Linked DNA regions of Pan troglodytes: region 2 is linked to region 1. Evidence: chromatin contacts called from public Hi-C data. All regions are on one chromosome and are shown on one strand. Each heading gives the region's core, a stretch centred on a gene start, on an enhancer-like site or on the middle of the called end of the contact. The rest is flanking DNA. Distances are from core to core; before and after follow the strand shown. Region 1 holds the start of LOC134809103 (inactive serine/threonine-protein kinase TEX14-like). Region 2 holds the start of KIRREL2 (kirre like nephrin family adhesion molecule 2).

Evidence for each region. Hi-C and Micro-C count contacts between places; a contact is called where the count stands out from the background.
Region 2: a Hi-C map of induced pluripotent stem cells shows a contact between it and region 1, with 2.4 times the contacts expected there. The contact joins the promoter of KIRREL2 here to the promoter of LOC134809103 in region 1. A contact is called at or near these places in 3 of 7 Hi-C or Micro-C datasets (induced pluripotent stem cells and stem cell-derived neural progenitor cells).

Annotation. Positions count from the first base shown.
Region 1 is chr20:38,917,140-38,923,274 of NHGRI_mPanTro3-v2.0_pri, forward strand. It overlaps LOC134809103 (inactive serine/threonine-protein kinase TEX14-like), which reads right to left and starts at 2,042. Exons shown (of 4, transcript XM_063801507.1): 1 at 1,890-2,042; 2 at 1,659-1,813; 3 at 1,517-1,577; 4 at 1,051-1,223. The coding sequence starts at 1,994. The coding sequence ends at 1,146. It overlaps LOC104003359 (a long non-coding RNA gene), which reads right to left and starts at 189. Exons shown (of 5, transcript XR_008540995.2): 1 at 1-189.
Region 2 is chr20:38,980,707-38,986,338 of NHGRI_mPanTro3-v2.0_pri, forward strand. KIRREL2 (kirre like nephrin family adhesion molecule 2) reads left to right here and starts at 1,543. Exons shown (of 16, transcript XM_063800727.1): 1 at 1,543-1,883. NPHS1 (NPHS1 adhesion molecule, nephrin) reads right to left here and starts at 2,661. Exons shown (of 29, transcript XM_016935727.4): 1 at 1,940-2,661; 2 at 1,617-1,832; 3 at 1,422-1,544; 4 at 1,121-1,249; 5 at 524-605. The coding sequence starts at 1,997.

The DNA of each region.
Region 1 (6,135 bases), core at 792-3,291:
CTGAGGTGGTGGTGGGCATGTCACCGCAGATCAGCTGAAGTGGCAGCCATGGGTATAGTTCAGGGGGCGGGGGAAGCCCTGGGCCTGGGCCTCCCCAGGGGTAGCCCTTCTGCTGCCTGTGGAGCCCAAGGGGCCTGGTGAGCCGACGGCTGCTGGACAGGGACCTGCACCCGCCACCAGACAGGAAAACTGAGACCCCAGGTCACACAGCCCAGCAGTGGTAGGGCCAGCACCTAGCTCCTATGCCACTCACAGTGCCCCTCTCCACCCCCACCTCCTCCCTGGGGTCTACAAGACACCATTGCCCATGGCCACGGAGGCTGGAGAACAGGGAGGAGGGGAGCGTGCAGGCCCGAGTCAAGGGGCAGCAGGCAGGGCAGGCACTCACCTGGGCCGCAGCCAGCACTGGCGTAGGAGGCGCCTGTGCTCCAGGTGGCCCACTTTAGCCAGGCCTGGCTGCACCAGCTACACAGTGTGAGAGCTGAAGCCACTGTGAGCTCGCCAGTGGGCCTGCAGGAACAGCAGGGCCTTTAGCACCTGCTGCAGCAGGGGGCCGGGCGGCAGGCCCAGCACAGTCCCGGGTGCCTCCTCACTTGGTCTCGGTGGGTGCAGCACCCCCTGCAGGGAGCCCAGCCACACAGGCTCAAAGAGAAGGCACAGCCCCGACAGATCTGCAGAGGGACTCAGTGCCATCAGCAGCAACAGGCCAGGGTGGTGCAGCGTGCTGGGCAGGAGGACAGCAGGCCACTCACGAGCAGGCCCCAGCCACACAGGGTGGGAGATGCTCCTGGGCCCAGACTGCCCACCACGTGCCAGGGCAGGCAATCTGCACCTGCCATCAGACAGAGGAAAGACTGATCCCAGGTCACGCAGCCCAGCAGTGGGAGGGCCAGCACCCACCGCCTACCTCATCCTGGTGCCCTCCCCACCCCCACCTCCTCTCAGGCCTACAGGGCATTGCACACACAACTGGTACCCACCCACTTTCCAGTGGGGGGATCGCCCCAGCAGGAGGGCTCCATGCCGGGTGCTGGCCCAGAAGTGAAGATTCTGGCCATGACTACGGCCACACACCCTTGTCTTCCGTGGGAGGGCCAACAGGAGGCCGGGCTGGGGGCTGGCACAGGTACCTGCAGTGCTGAAGGTCAGCCAGTAGCACATCTGTCTGGGTTCCAGGGGCCTTCGGCTGCTGCACAGTCATTTTGTGACCCATCCACAGGAGGCTGGAGAATAGGGGCGGGGCAGTACAGGCCTGAGACGAGGGGGCTTTCCCTGGGAGGGGAGCAGGAGAGCTGGCAAGGGCACAGCGGGGCTCTCCCTTGGCCATGAGGGTGGGGAGCTGCTCTCATAGGTGCAGTCAGGCTCTCCCTGGGCTGCCAGTAGCTCCTTGGGGTCCACAAGGGGGATGCCCGTTACCAGCCCCGGTGGCCACAGGCTACTCAGCTAGGGACAGGCAGGATCATGAGGCACGAAGAAGACAGGGGTGGTTCCCACTCCTACAGCCACTCCTGCTTACCTGACCAAACCCCAAGGCCGGGACTTGGGAGGCTCTCCTGATCTGTGCTAGCCTCAGCGTCCTGGGGTGGGGGCAGGCCGAGGGTAAGTCTGGGGTGGCTGGGAATGGTTGGGCGGGTGGGCTTCAGAATGTGGACGGTTACCTGTCTGCCTGCATCAGCCTCAGGGAGGACAGGGAGCCAGGCGGGCTGTTCCCAAATCTGGCCTGCAACCGGTCCAGAGATGCCATGGGTGGCAACTCACCGTCATGCACGAACGCTGATATGTGGGCCCGGCAGAGCTGCAACAACTCCAGCAACTGGAGGAGGGCACGTAGGGTGAGGCCTGATGGGTGCCGGCCCTGATGCCTCACTCCCACCAGGGCTACTGCTCACCTCCCAGTTCTGCTTGGCCCCACCCTGCTCAGCCCAGTCTTGTGGTGTGCGACCCCGCTGGTCATGCAGTTGCAAGTCACCCCCTGCCTGCAGCAGGGGCACCATCACTAGAGAAGGCGCCTGCAGGCACGGGGGTGCTGCTATCCAGGCAGCGGCTAGAGCAGAACAACGCGGTGGGAGTCGATTAGGGAAGGGACTGAACAGGGACAAAAAGGGGCAGGATGGGGGCCCTGGGGGATGGGAGGAGTCACCATGTCATGGGAGGTGAATATGAGGATGGGAGGGGTCACATGAGGGCAGGATGGGGTCTTTAGGGAATGAGGATCACTACGAGCATGGAGGCACTGGGAGAATGGGAACAGTCACTGGGGAATGAGAAGGGGTTAATTGAGAGAATAAGGAGGGTTACTGGGAGGACAGGATGGTCACCAGGGAATGGAAGAGGCATCGTGAGGGAGAGATGCCTCAGGGGAAGAGAGCCCTAGCTCTCAGGCTTTCTGGGGCTCAAACTTGGGCCCCTGGGGATGGGGGGCATCACTGGCTGGCCAGCCACTGGTTGGGCTTGGCACCAAAGGCCAGCAGGAGCTGCATGGCAGAGCCGTGGCCCAGCAGCGCCGAGAGGAAGAGCGCTGTCTGCCCCTCAGGGTTCTCCCCGTCCACCTGGACACCTAAGGGGCGGGCAGGCTTAGGACGCCCCAGGCCCATACTCCTGGGTTGGAGGCCTGAGGGCCGCTAGGCAAACACCCTTGCCAATTCCCATCCTCCACAGCCCCTCCATGACTGGATGACTATGGACCCCAGGTTCCATCTCTGTGTCCTGGAACCCCTGCCCTCCAGCTGCTGAGGACCATGCCTCGCAATCCACCTCAACACAGTGCTCCCCAAATCATTAAGTCCACAGAGTTGAAACAAGGGGTGACATCTGCCTGCCGTGCAAACATCTATCCCCCAACCCAGGAGGATCAAAATCACACAAAGGTCCCCATGGGCCAGGAGGAAGTGGACTTCAGGGGACTTTGACTTCCAGGAGCCTTGCGCACTGGCCGGGACAGGCGGACTCCACCCAGCTGTGACTCAGTGTGGTACACACAGGTCCCATGAGGCCAGCACTCAGCTCTTCAAGTAAAGCAAACTCTGGATTTTATCAGATCTCTCAAATTTTATTTATTTTAATTTTTAATTTTTTGTAGAGATGGGGTCTCATTATATTGCCCAGGCTGGTCTTGGACTCCTGGGCTCAAGCAGTTCTCCTGCCTTGGTTTCCCAAAGTACTGAGATTACAGGCATGAGCCACCATGCATGGTCTCAATTTTATTTTTGAAGCCTGCATCTAAGGGCTCAATCCAGTTGGCAGCCCCCTCCATGTCCTTACCTCCAGGCCTCCGCCAATCCCCTCCCCAACCAGCTTCCTGCTCAGCTCCCCCTCCCAACCACTCACTCCTGCCCCAAGCCCTGGGTCTCCAAACCCGTCATTCCCCAGTTCCTCTTCCTCCAGCCCCTACCCCAGGTAGAGCAAATGCATGGTATCCTTGTCCTTGCACTCCTGTGTCCTTGGCAGACACGGCTAATTATTCATGCACTGGGCCCAACCCAGCGTGGTCTCTGCCACAAAACCCCTCCAAATGTGGACCTTCAGGAATCTCTGAATACCAGATTTGCGGCATTGCATTTGACTCATTAGCTCACTATCTTTTACAACAGCATCTTAACTGCCTTTCTGCACTCATCCTGCCCCACAGAGGCCTTTTTTTTTTTTTTTTTTTTTTTTGAGACAGAGTCTCAATCTGTTGCCCAGGCTGGAGTGCAATGGCGCAATCTCGGCTCGCTGCAACCTCTGCCTCCCAGGTTCAAGTGATTCTCCTGCCTCAGCCTCCCAAGTAGCTGGGATTACAGGCGTGTGCCACTATGCCAGGCTAATTTTTTTTTTATTTTAGTAGATTAGGGGTTTTGCCATGTTGGCCAGGCTGGTCTTGAACTCCTGACCTCAGGTGATCTGCCCACCTCGGCCTCCCAAAGTGTTGGGATTACAGGCATGAGCCACTGTACCCGGCCTTTTTTTTTTTTTTTTTTTTAAAGACAGAGTGTTGCCAGGCACGGTGGCTCACGTCTGTAATCCCAGCACTTTGGGAGGCCGAGGTGGGCAGATCACCTGAGGTTGGGAGTTCAAGACCAGCCTGATCAACATGGAGAAACCTTGTCTCTACTAAAACTACAAAAACTAGCCAGGTCTGGTGGCACATGCCTATAATCCCAGCTACTTGGGAGGCTGAAGCAGGAGAATCACTTGAACCCAGGGGGCGGAGGTTGCGGTGAGCAGAGATCATGCCACTGTACTCTAGCGTGGGCAACAAGAGTGAAACTCCGTCTCAAAAAAATAAATAAATAAATAAAATAAAATAAAGACGGAGTCTCACTGTGTCACCCAGGCTGGAGTATAGTTGTGCGATCACAGCTCACTGCAGCCTTGACCTCCTGGGCTAAAGTGATCCTCCCACCTCAGCCTCCTGAGCGGCTAGGACTACAGCACACTCCACAGCACCCGGCCCGAGGTCTCTTCTTAAAACACAAATCACTTTTAAGGACTAGATAATCTTATATGAGTTGTTCCAAAGAAAAGAAAAATAGAAAAAGAAGGCAAGGCTCATTTTATGAGGCTAGCAGGACCTTAATTCCAAAACTAGATGAAAGTTTCCAGAAACAGAAAGTAAGATTATATATCAATTGCATATATATGCAAAAACTTTAAATAAAATAGAATAGATTTATCCCCATAAAGCAAGGATGATTCAACATAAGAAAATCTATCAGCTGGGTGTGGTGGCTCATGCCTGTAATCCCAACACTTTGGGAGGCTGAGGCAGGTGGATCACCTGAGGTCAAGAGTTCGAAACCCCTTCTCTACTGAAAATTCAAAAAACTAGCCAGGTGTAGTGGTATGCGCCTGTAATCCCAGCTACTCAGGAGGCTGGGACAGGCGAATCGCTTGAATCCGGGAGGTAGAGGTTGCAGTGAGCAGAGATTGCACCATTGCACTCCAGCCTGGGTAACAAGAGTGAAACTCTGTCTCAAAACAAAAAAACAATTAAAACTAGTAAGCAAGTTCAGAAAGTGGCCTGAAACACAATCAACTTTACAAAAATCAAAACAGAAATTGTACATTGTTAATTCAATGGGTTTTTGTTTTGAGACAGGGTCTCACTCTGTTGCCCAGGCTGGAGTGCAGTGGCCTGATCAAGGCTCAGTGCAGCCTCGACCTTTTGGGCTCAAGCAATCCTCCCTGCTCAGCCTCCCAAGTAGCTGGGACTACAGGCATATGATGCCACCACTCCCAGGTAATTTTTTTAAAATAGAGATAGGGTCTTGCTATGTTGCCCAGGCTGGTCTCAAACTCCTGGACTCAAGCAATCCTCCTGTCTCGGCCTCCCAAAGTGCTGGGATTATAGGTGTGAGCCATGTGGAACAGGTTGCCCAGCCTAATTTAATGTTAATTATGTTAATTTCCTGCTTACAATGCCAACAGTTTCCTATCACACACACAAAATCCAACAAAACTCACACTCCTTTAGAGGCCCTTAACTGTGTGGACTTGTGGCCACTTCAGCCTCACGTCTCTCCAAGTCCTGCTGCTACTCATGCATGAGCAGTTCATTTTGACTTCAGAGCATTTGCACAGCCTCTTCCATCACTCCCCACTTCTTTTTTTTTTTCTTTTGAGACGGGGTCTCGCTCTGTTGCCCAGGCTGGAGTGCAATGGCACAATCTCAGCTCACTGCAACCTCTGTCTTCCGGGTTCAAATGATTCTCCTGCCTCAGCCTCCCAAGTAGTTGGGATTACAGGCACATGCCACCATGCCTGGCTGATTTTTGTAGTTTTAGTAGAGACGAGGTTTCACCATGATGGCTAGGCTGGTCTCAAACTCCTGACCTCAAGTGATCTGCCTGCCTCGGCCTCCCAAACTGCTGGGATTACAGGCATGAGCCATTGCACCCCACCATCTCTCCCCACTTCATTTCACCTTTTTTGCGTGGCTGACTCTTATACTGTAAGACTCAAGCATCCTCCACCTGAAAGGCCATACTGTCTAGGGTCTCATCCTCATCCCACTGCATTTCATTCCCAATGGTCCAAGGGTCATGTTCACCCTTAAAGCCCCATCAGGGACCACAGAGCTCGGGACACAGTCGGTGTTCGGTACCACTGCTGACTGGCCAGCTGAAGCCACACCCTCCATACAGCTCCTTGATC
Region 2 (5,632 bases), core at 293-2,792, 63 kb after region 1:
GCCCCACATCTGACCAAAACTTTAGTGCTTGGGACTCTAGAACTGAGGTTCCCATGAAGTTTTTTTGTTTGTTTATTTGTTTGTTTGTCTTTTGAGACAGAATCTGGCTCTATCGCCCAGGCTGGAGTGCAGTGGTACAATGTCAGCTCACTGCAACCTCCACTTCTTGGGTTCAAGTGATTCTCCTGCCTCAGCCCCCTGAGGAGCTGGGAGTATAGGCATGCGCCACCACACCCGGCTAATTTTTGTATTTTTAGTGAAAACAGGGTTTCACCATGTTGACCTAGCTGATCTTGAACTCCTGACCTCAGGTGATCCTCCCACCTCAGCCTCCCAAAGTGCTGGGATTACAGGCATGAGCCACCACCTCTGTTCCCCATGAAGAAGCTTTGAGAGTCAGGATGAAGAATTGGGTCCCAGATGTTCATACCTAGCCCAAGCTTCATGCTTGCATCCCTGGGGTCTGGGGTTCCCATGGGGACAATTAGGGGTCAAGGTTGGGGGGTTGTTTCAGTTTCCACACCTGGCTGTGGCCTCCACAGTGAAGAGTTTCTGCTGGGAGCCCTCGTTCACGTTTGCAGAGATGTCGGATATTGTCTGTCCACCTTGAGGCAACAAGAGGGCTAGAGGGGTTCCAGGCTCCCCGCAAGACAGATTCTGGGGAGCATGGCCTGGAAGTCCTCAGGGTGGGTGCGATGCCCCCTCCCTCCTCGTTCTAGAGGAAAAGGGCCTGGGGCAGAGCTGCATCCCCTCCCGACTTTCTGGACTGCGTGAATGCCGCAGTCTTCAGTGCTGGGTCCTGGGCCTCCCCGCTCTTCTCAACTCCTTGCTGGGTTGTACCATGCACCCCATCCCTCAGCTTCTCATGTCTGCACCAGCGCTACTGCCCATATTTCTATCTGGGCCTCAGCCTTGTGCTGGTTGCTGCCCTCCTCGATGTGCCCTCGCATCCACTGGGTCCCACACTGGCCTCAGCATCTCCCCACACCTTCTCCTGGGTCCCCATCCCAGGGATGACATCTTTTCTGGGGCCCTTAGAAGGGTACTGGTCAGGAACACACACCCTTCCCACTCCAGAGGCTTCATGCTGCCCCCTGCCACCCAGTTCACCCACACTCACTCAGGAGAATGGTGATGTCAGGTGCTGGCTTCGCGTCCCCAGACACACAGCTGACCACGTACTCCTGCCCAGCTACCCAGGTGACCATGGTGCCTGCCTCTGGGGTCAGCAGGAGCAGCTTGGGAGGAACTGGTGAGAGAAGGGTCTGGGGTAAGCTTCCAGCACTGAGAAGGACTTGAAGATTGGAGTTCGGTACCCAGGGTCTGGGAGAGGAGAGGCTGGGGGCTTGGACTTCTGGGTCGTGGGGTAGGGGAGGGCTTGAAGCCCAGACTCATGGGTCCTGGGGGTCTCTCACCCATACCCAGGATGGAGAGGATCACTCTGGGAGACACAAGCTCGGGCCCCGTCTCAGAGCGGCCGACCTGGCACTCATACTCCGCGTCATCGCTGAGGTCACAGGCCTCGATGTGCAGGTGGAATTCACCTGCAGGGGGAGCCGGAGGTCAGGGCCGCAGCTTCCGCTGGTGGCTGAGGGTCTCAGGCTCTGATCCCTTACCTCTAGCAGGGTCCCCTTCCAGGCGGTACCTCGGGAAGCCTGGGATCCTGGGGTCGGGGCCCAGGAGCAGCCCATCTTTGGCCCATTGCACCGCACTGCCAGGGGTGCTGACCCCACAACGCAGCTCCACTGAGGCCCCCTCCACCACCGTCAGGTTTTCGGGCAGGGCCCAGAAGCCCCGGGGAACGGAGGCAGGAATCGCCAACTGTGCCAGGCCTGGGGACACAGCGGGGTGCGAGGAAAGGGCAGAGGGTTTGTCTAGGGAAGGTAAGTGGGAAATGGGGGCCACTTGGCGCTGGGTACAAGGCTGGGATCCCACTCACCTTCAGTCAGCAGCCCCAGGAGCAGGAGAGAAGCCCTGAGCGTCGTCCCCAGGGCCATCACAGGTCCCCCTACTGTGACCCCCACAGCGCCCGCTGCCAGCCACCTGCGTCTGTCTGGCTTTCTCTGGGTCCCTCTCTCTGTGTCTCTGCCACCTGCTTTTCTTTTTTATCTCTCTTTCCGTTACTCTCCTCCCTTTCTCGTTTTCCTCTTCCCCTCTTCCCTGTGAGTGTCTCTCTATCTCTGTCTTGCTCTCAGTCTCAATCTCTGAGTCTCTTTCTCTGTCTCTTTAAAAAAACTTTTTTTCTTTTTTCTTTTTTTTTTTAGAGACAGGGTCTCACTATGTTGGCCAGGTTGATCTCAGACTCTTTCCCTCAAGCCAACCTCCCACCTTGGCCTCCCCAAGTGTTGGGATTACAGGCGTGAGCCACTGCGCCCAGTCTCTTTATCTTTCCATCTTTCTCTCCTTGTCTAAGCCGTTCTCTCTCCTTTTGTCTCTGTCTCTTCCTCTCTCTCTGTCTCTCTGTCTCTCTCTCTCTCTCTCTCAATCTCTATCTTCTCTCCTGCCACCCCTCACTCCTGCTCCTTGTCTCACTACTCGCAGCCTTTCAAGAAGGACCTGCAGCCCAGAGTCCAGCAGGCCAGGAGCCTAGGAGAGCAATGAGGCTGATGCAGGCACTGGCAGAGTCAGCCCTGCTCTCTGACCCAGCTTGAGCTCATTCTCACAGTGCAACCTCCCCCAGGTACCTTCCAGAGCCCCCAGCTCTGGCCTCTGCCCAGCAGGCTCCTCCCAGCTGGCCCAGCTGGAGCATAAAATCCCCTGTCAGCACATGCCAGGCGCGTTCCTCGGTGCCTCCCCAGCCTCCGTGACCCCAGGGCCTGGCTTAGGCTGGGAAGATGGGAGAAGTCAGATCAAGGTGGTCTCCCAGCTCAGCAGGGGAGCAGCCAGCTGGGCCCCCAGCTCTTCCTTGCCCTGATACATGACCTTGGCAAGTCCCTTTCTTTCTTTCTTTTTTTTTCTTGAGATAGTCTTGCTCTGTTGCTCAGGCTGGAGTGCAGTGGCATCTCGGCTCACTGCAACTTCCACCTCCCATGGCTTGAACCTCCCAGGTTCAAGTAATTCTCCTACCTCTGTCTCCCAAGTAGCTGGTACTACAGGTATATAGCACCATGCCTGGCTAATTTTTGTATTTTTACTAGAGACGGGGTTTCATCATGTTGGCCAGGCTGGTCTCAAACTCCTGACCTCAGGTGATCCATCTGCCTCAGCCTCCCAAAATGCTGGGATTACAGACATGAGCCAGCGCACCTGGCCTCCCTTCCTTTTTTGAGTAGACATCAGTGCCTAAATGATGTCAGGGATCTCTGCTGGGGAGGATGCAAGAGTGAGTGAGTGTGACAGGCTGGGAGAGTGTGGGAGAGAGGGAAGATATCCATGTGTGTACGTGGGTGTGAGAGTGGGGAAGGTTAGAGTGAACTGTGATCTGTAATAAGCATGTGGAGAGCGTGTGTGTGACAGTGTCTTACGTGGGAGTGCACAGGGTGTGGGCGGGAGTAAAAGGCAGAGTCCAATTCCACCGGCCCCCAGTGTGGGTGCAGTGTGAGCCCAAAGTGGGCGCCCTTTGGCAAGGACTGCATGAGCTTTCTTCTCCCTCTTTTTCTTGCCCTCTCCCCATCTCTTCTTTCCTTCTCCATGTCTCTCTCTCTCCCTCCCTCTATCTATCTTGATTTATCTTTCTTTCTTTTGAGATGGAATCTTGCTCTGTTGCCCAGGCTGGAGGGCAGTGGCATGATCTTGGTTCATTGCAGCCTCAACTTCCTGGGCTCAAGTGATCCTCCTGCCTCAGCCTCCTGAATAGCTGGGACTACAGGTGCACACCACCACTCCAGCTAATTTTTAAAAATTTGTTTGTAGAGACAGGGTCTTTCTCTATTGCCCAGGCTGGAGTGCAGTGGTGTGATCATGGCTCATTGAAGCCTCAAACCTCCTAGGCTCAAGTGTTCTTTCTGCCTCAGCCTCCTGAGTAGCTGGGACTACAGGCCCGCATCACCACTCTGGCTATTTTTTTTTTTTTGAGAGGGAGTCTTGCTCTGTCACCCAGGCTGGAGTGCAATGGTGCGATCTTGGCTCACTGTAACCTCCGCCTCCCAGGTCCAAGCGATTCTCCTGCCTCAGCCTCCTGAGTAGCTGGGAATACAGGCATTGACCGCCACACCCAGCTAATTTTTGTATTTTCAGTAGAGACGGGGTTTCGCCATGTTGGCCAGGCAGGGCTCGAACTCCTGACCTCAGGTAACCCACCTGCCTTGGCCCCCCAAAGTGCTGGGATTACAGGTGGGAGCCGCTGCACCCGGCCACTTGGCTAATTTTTTTAAAATGTTTTTGCAGAGACATTTATAAATGTTTAGAGAGAGTCTTGCTATATTGCCCAGGCTTGTCTGGAACTCCTGGGCTCAAGCAATCCTCCCATCTCGGCCTCCCAAAGTACTAGGATTACAGGCATGAGCCACCGCACCTGACCCTTGATTTATCTTTCTTTTTTTTCTTTTTTCTTTTTTTTTCTTTTTTTGAGATGGAGTTTCACTCTTGTTGCCCAGACTGGAGTGTAATAGTGTGATCTCGGCTCACTGCAACCTCTGCCTCCCGGGTTCAGGCGATTCTCCTGCCTCAGCCTCCCTAGTAGCTGGGATTACAGGCATGCGCCACCACGCCTGGCTAATTTTTTGTATTTTTAGTAAAGACGGGGTTTCTCCATGTTGATCAGGCTGGTCTCGAACTCCTGACCTCAGGTGATCCGCCCGACTCGGCCTCCCAAAGTGCTGGGATTGCAGGCGTGAGTCATTGTGCCCAGCCGATTTATCTTTCTATCTTTCTCCATCTGTTTGAGACTCTCTCGCTCTCTATATTAAGTTGTTAAATCTCAGTCAATCTTTATTTCACTGTGTCTCTCCATCTCTACATGTCTCTGTTATTCTGTTTCTCTGTCTCTGTTCTCACCTCTGTCGCTCCCCTCACCCCACAGTCTGTCTCACACACACCAGGAGCTCCATAAATATTTGTTCTCAGCCACACTCTGACCACGCCTCTTTCTCTTATGTGTCTCTCCATCTCCGAGTGGCTCTGCTCATCACATCCATGGATTTTATAACCATATGCTGGTGGGCCTGCCCTCCCCGCGTGCACATACACTTGCCTGGGATAAGCTTCTTCTGCCTGCTTATCTCCTGCGGGAATTGGAAATGCTAGTTTTCTCCCCACCTCCCCAAGACCCCCGCCAATCTCGTTCCCAGGAACAAGATGAGGCATCTGGCCTCAGCCCCCAGCTTCATCCTCGATGCTGGCCTTCCCTCTTCCCTCACATGCTTGACTCCTTGCCCTCCTCCCACCTCCCCTCTCCCAACTGCTCTCTACACCCCCTGGGAAATGGGCTGGATGCCGAGCTGGGGGAGTGGCTCTGTCCTGGGGGCCCTCGCCAGATGGTGTCCCTAGGGGCCAGAGCGTGGAGCTGTCCCTTGCTGGGGCCTTTAATTAGCACAAACCTTCCACCCTCCACCTTGGCTGTTTTCCTTCTCTGCATGCTCCTGGGACCTTGGGCTCTCCATCTTTCCATGTCCGTAGCCCCAGAGAGCCAGGAAGGGGAAGCGGCGTCAAGTGCCTGGAAAAACAGCCCCATGACTTGAGTTCCTCCCTAAGA